2 separate regions of the Mus musculus genome follow, and region 1 is linked to region 2. Evidence: chromatin contacts called from public Hi-C data. All regions are on one chromosome and are shown on one strand. Each heading gives the region's core, a stretch centred on a gene start, on an enhancer-like site or on the middle of the called end of the contact. The rest is flanking DNA. Distances are from core to core; before and after follow the strand shown.

The links. A called contact is a pair of places that touch in the nucleus more often than the background predicts.
Region 1: a contact with region 2 is called in a Hi-C map of liver, with 1.8 times the contacts expected there. The contact joins two enhancer-like sites. A contact is called at or near these places in 1 of 39 promoter capture datasets (neutrophils), 1 of 484 Hi-C or Micro-C datasets (liver) and 3 of 9 other capture datasets (adipose tissue, liver and pancreatic islet).

What each region holds. Positions count from the first base shown.
Region 1 is chr11:58,125,325-58,128,024 of GRCm38.p6, forward strand. It overlaps Gemin5 (gem nuclear organelle associated protein 5), which reads right to left. Exons shown (of 28, transcript NM_172558.3): 25 at 1,108-1,270; 26 at 1-94. Among named protein-coding and RNA genes, the nearest start is that of Gm33350, 3.5 kb to the right of the region's middle. Within about 2 kb of position 1,262, at least 47 of the 459 cell types and tissues checked have an H3K27ac peak or open chromatin away from gene starts, as enhancers often do. A contact at or near this core is called in liver, where this site is marked.
Region 2 is chr11:57,982,864-57,985,563 of GRCm38.p6, forward strand. It overlaps a transcript of Larp1 not described here. Among named protein-coding and RNA genes, the nearest start is that of Larp1, 25 kb to the right of the region's middle. Within about 2 kb of position 1,383, at least 54 of the 459 cell types and tissues checked have an H3K27ac peak or open chromatin away from gene starts, as enhancers often do. A contact at or near this core is called in liver, where this site is marked.

The sequences.
Region 1 (2,700 bases), core at 12-2,511, 140 kb after region 2:
TACAGTTGCCCATAAATACAAAAGGCCTCTAAGCTTTTGTAAGCTGCCATGGCAGGAGAGAGGTCACCCAGTTTGTCTCGTAGGTGGTCACAGCCTAGAAGAAAAGGACCTTAGGATATGGTATGCATTTCTTTATCTGTGAGAAGCCTGTCTTCTCACCCTCATAAATGTCACCCAAGAAAAAGGGAAAGTGATGTGACTCTTGGGATTATGTCCTTTTGCCCAAAGTCAAAGGAACTAATCACTTCCTTTCCGCCTTTGGACAATGCCATCATTGCCTTAGATGGCATCACTCCTAGCACAACAGAAATGTATTGTTTTACTAAGAGCTCCGGGCTGCACTGATGGGGACAGGGTGTGAACCATACTGTGCTCTAAAAATTGAGATTAATTACAGGGTCTAAACACAAAGTTAAGGAATGCCTAGCCCCATGTACCCTCCCCGCCTCCTGTGGTGGTAATGGGTTGAACAGGATCTCATGTAGCTCGGGCTGGGCTTAAACTTACCATGTAGCCAAAGATTACCCTGAAGTGCTGATCTGTCTAACTCCCTTCCCCCACACCCCACCCTCTGACCCCCATCATGCTGGGATGTTAGGATGCATGTACCATATGCCAGCTCTGTTTTTTTTTTTTTTTTTTTTCTTTTCGGGTTCCCCCCTCCTACTGAGTCAGGGTTTCTCTGTGTAGCCCTGGCTGTCCTAGGACTCACTTTATAGACCAGGCTGGCCTTGAACTCAAGAAATCTGCCTGCCTCTGCCTCCGGAGTGCTGGGATTAAAGGTGTGCGCCACCACACCCGGCTTTTTTGTTTTGTTTTTTTCAGCTCTGTTTCTTTACCTCGACAACTGAGCTTTAAGAGAGTGAGCAGAGCCAGGCAAAGAACCCAGTGCAAACACTTTGGCTTTGTTTTTGTCTCACCTCAGGAAACATGGAACTTCCTACACAGCTCAGAATCTGTGGTGATCCTCCTGACACAGCATCATTGCCTTTTAAAGACATTGTCCGGCCCAGTCTAATTTGAGGTGGTTATATTGTGCTATAATGGGAGGACGTCCGGGAGAGGTGTGTGTGTGTGTGTGTGTATCTGTGTGTGTGTGTTACTTACCACCTGGGAGAAAGGCTGAGTAGATTTCCTGCATGAGGGTGAAGTTCCCTGAGGTATAGCTCCGAACCACAGCCTGCAGCAGAGCAGGCACTGCCTCCTCCCAGGCAGCAGCCTGCTGGCTCAGCATTGCCAAGGTCAGGTCATGGCAGACATGAAGCAGCAGCTGGAAAGAGGCCAGAATTTCATTCACCCGCTAATGCCCTCCTGTGGCAGACTTGACAAGCCTTGTCCCATAGCTAGGAACTGCACTAGAAACCAATCACACATCTATCTCTGGAAAGCCTTCATCTCCCACCCATCACCCTCTGCTGGTAAAGTCTGAGCACGCTGAGGTAATCAATCTGCTGACACCCGTGCTTACTAAAATCAAAAGTGAAGGCAAAGGAAATGGGCAGAGGCAGGATCACAGGCTCGTCTCAAGTTTCTGGATCTAAAAACTTACTTAGAGAAACAGAATGGTGGAGTGGTGTGGAAATGCTTGTGTGGCAGATTGTCAGTCTCATACACGGCCCTGGCTCAAGTCCCAGCATCACATATAGTTGCTATGGTGATGCACATCTACAGCCTTAGCACTGGGGACCAGGACTTCAGGGTCATGCTCAGCTACATAAGTAGTTCCTGGCCAGCCTGGACTACATGAGACCCCATCTCAAAACAAAACAAAACAGAAAATTAACAGAAATAATGGAACACAATCCTATTATTGATACCAGTTCATTTTAACACGGAAGGCAGAGGTACAGTGTCAGGTGTCTTTCCTGATCCCTCTCCATTTTATGTTTTGTTTTGTTTTTTGAAGACAGGGTTTCTCTATGTAGCCCTGACTGTCCTCAAACTCCGAGATCCACCTGCCCCTTTGTCCAGAATGCTGGGATTAAAGGCCTGGTATAAGCCGTCACTACCACCTGGCTCCCATTTTATCTTTTGAGACAGAGTTCTCTCTGAACCGGAAGCTCACGTATTTGAATGGACTGGCTTAAGAGCAAGCCCTTGGCGTCTACCTGCTTCTCTAAAGCTGGAACACAGGTGTAAGCTGCCCTGTTAGGGATTAAACACAGCCTCTCTCAAAGCAGAGACTACCTGACTGCACCATCTCTCCAGCCCTTAGGGTATGTGCAGTTTGAAACATTCTGGCAAGTTTATAGCTACTGGGAAAAGGTAGGCATAGAACATTTCTGTCAATTCAAACCACTCCAGCAGCACATTCCCAGTGACTCTCCACACCCTCTGCAGCTTCTTTCTGTGCCACGTTGGTAAATGGAGTCATAGTTTCACAGTCTACTGGGACTTGGGACTCTGGGGCTTACTGATAAGGTGCACCAGAAGTCTGTTTTTCAGTCACGTGGCTGTTCAGTTTGGCTGTTGTGGACAAAACATGTGCAAATATTTATATGTAGGTCTCTGGCCTCTTGATTTTATTTCTTGTGAACCACCTAGTCACTGGGTTTCCATGGACAGGAGCATGGATCTTTGTAGGAAACTGCCAAAGCTGTTTTTGTGTTGTATTCATTTGAGAAAGTCTCCTTACTTAAGAATACAATGTCTTTTTTTTGTTTTTGTTTTTTTCAAGACAGGGTTTCTCTGTGTAGCCCT
Region 2 (2,700 bases), core at 133-2,632:
TGGGTTCAGTTCCCAGCACCCACCTGGTGGCTCAAGGGGATTGGATGCCCTCTTCTGATCACCAAGGGCATCAGGCATGTATGTGGTACACATACATTCAGGCAAACACTCATACACATTAAATAAAATTTAAAATCTAAAGAAGTTTTTTTTTCTTTTTTTTGTTTTTGTTTGTTTGTTTGTTTGTTTGTTTGTTTGTTTGTTTTTCGAGACAGGGTTTCTCTATGTAGCCCTGGCTGTCCTGGAACTCACTTTGTAGACCAGGCTGGCCTCTAACTCAGAAATCCACCTGCCTCTGCCTCCCCAGTGCTAAAGAAGTTTTTATAAAAAGATTTAGACGCACTGAGTATGGTGACTCACTCCTATAATCTTAGCGCTGGAAGTTCGAGGCCAGCCTGGGCTACACTGGAACACCCTGTCTTGGAAGGAAAAAAAAAAGATTTTTTAGATGCAAGCCCAAAGCTAGATTTCTCTGGAATCTGGGCTAAACACCTTGACTCCATGGACTTGACTGGAGGCCATCAGGAGAAGGAGATTTGATGTTCAGAAAAGCCCCTTGGAGTCACTACTGCCCAGTCTCCCTCCACCCTGACTATAGCAAGGCCTTCAGCAGGAGAGATGCAGGCAGGACAACCCTAAGAGGATTCCTAAACAGCACTACCCCAACTACCCCACACCTGCCCTCCAGCTCTGAGACTGTTAGCGACTCTGGAGCTGGTATTTTGTGTTGCTTTTTTTTAGACTGGATGTCCTGTAGCCCAGACTAGCTTTGAAGAGTTCTGATACCGCTGCCTTTTACACTGGCCAAGGTCTCTTGAGCCATTCCTGAAGGGAACATGAATCCTTTTCAGAATTACATGGTAATGAGATCTCACTTCAGGCTGTGGGAGGTGCAGGGAGTGAACGTTGTAAGGACTTTGTTTACCATGTTAATCCTCCCATAGCAGTAACTCCTACATGCAATTCAGTTCCTTTGCCAAGCACTTTATACACACTGCCTTCGTTTCTACCCAGCAGCTGTATCTGGAATAGCTTCTCGCATTTCCCTTCCACCACGGGAGGGATCTGCAGCTTTTGGCGGTTACAGTCAGTGTCAGACAGACTTTGTCAACTCAGATGGGCCAGAGGCTGGAGCCTGTGCTTTTTGTTTGTTCAGTTGGTTTGTTGTTGTTGTTGTTGTTGATTGAGACGAGGTTTCTTTGTCCTGGACCAACCTGGCGTTGAACTAGCAGAGATCCACCTATCTCTGCCTCCCGAGTGCTGGGATTAAAGGCGTGCACCTCCACCCAGCGGTCTGTTTGTTTTGAGATAGGGCCTCACTGTGTAAACCTAGGCTGGCCTGGAATTTGTTGAGTAGGCTGGGCTGGCTTCCAACTCGCAGAGATGCACTTTTCCTGTCTCTTTAGTACAGATACTAAAGGCACGTGTTAACGTGCTCAGCCGACACAGGGTTTGAACAGCTTAAGAAGCTGAAAAGGACCAGAAAATCGTGGTCTTCCAGCCTTCACCTCTCATCTCATGCTGGGATAACAGGCCTGCACCATCACACCCAGTCAGACCACCAGTTTCTTAGTGGGTCTGCTGAGGGGGCTTTCGGCAGTCTTCTCTGGGTCCCTTATCTAGAGTTAGTGAAGAACTTCCTTCTGTCTACAACTGCAGATAAGAGTGAAAGAAGTTTACAAAGTATCAACTTTTGAAGACCTTTAGATAGAAAGCAGGCAGACAGGCAGCTTCCCCCCAACTGAGAGCACAAAATAGAGGCCAGCCCAGCAAGCCCTTTCAGTTTCCGGAAGGTTTCAGAGGACTACAAAAGAGATCAAGGATGGAGGCTCAGGTCTGTAATTCCAGCTCAAGAGAGGTGGAGGCACAGGTTGGAGGCCAGCCTATCCGTAATTCCAGTTCCAGGGAATCCAGTACCCTATTCTGGTCCTCCTGGACACCAGGCAAACATGTGGTCCACATGCATACAAGCACCCATACTCATAAAATTAAATTTTAAAGTTGGAACTAAAAAAGAAAAAGAGCCCCACATGATAACTACCAAAACAAACAAGCCAAAAATAGTGCTAAAGATTACGTTGCATTAAAGACCTGAAAATCAGTAGGCAGAACCTCATGTGCGCATGCTCCTACATTCCCAGTACTTGGAGAGAGAGGCAGGGTGGGAAGCAGGAATATCAGGAGCTCAGACCAACCTCAGCTACAACTTAGTGAGTGATAGGCCAGGCCGGGCTATGTGAGGCCCTGTCTCAAAAGAGAGAGGGAGAAAATAGAAACGCTAGATGGCTCAGGGGTTAAGAGCACTGGCTGCAGCTGGGAAGTGGTGCAAATACCTTTAATCCCAGCACTCAGGAGGCAGAAGCAGGATCTCTGAGTTTGAGACCAGGCCTGGTCTACAGAGCAAGTTCCAGATTCAGTAGGCACCAAGTTTAATTCCCAGCACCCAGAAGAGAGTTCACACCCGTCTGTCTGTGACTCTAGTGCCAAGGGATCCTACACCCTCACATAGACATGCATTCAGCTAAAATACCTATGCACATAGAAATAAATTACTTACAATAAATAAAAGAGCAGGTGTTATTATTGCACACCGTCAGTTCCAGCACTCAGGCGGCAGAGACAGGCAGATCTCTGTGCCTTCTAAGCCCAGCCTGGTCTACAGAGTGAGTTCCAGGACAGCCATTGCTGCACAGAGAAACC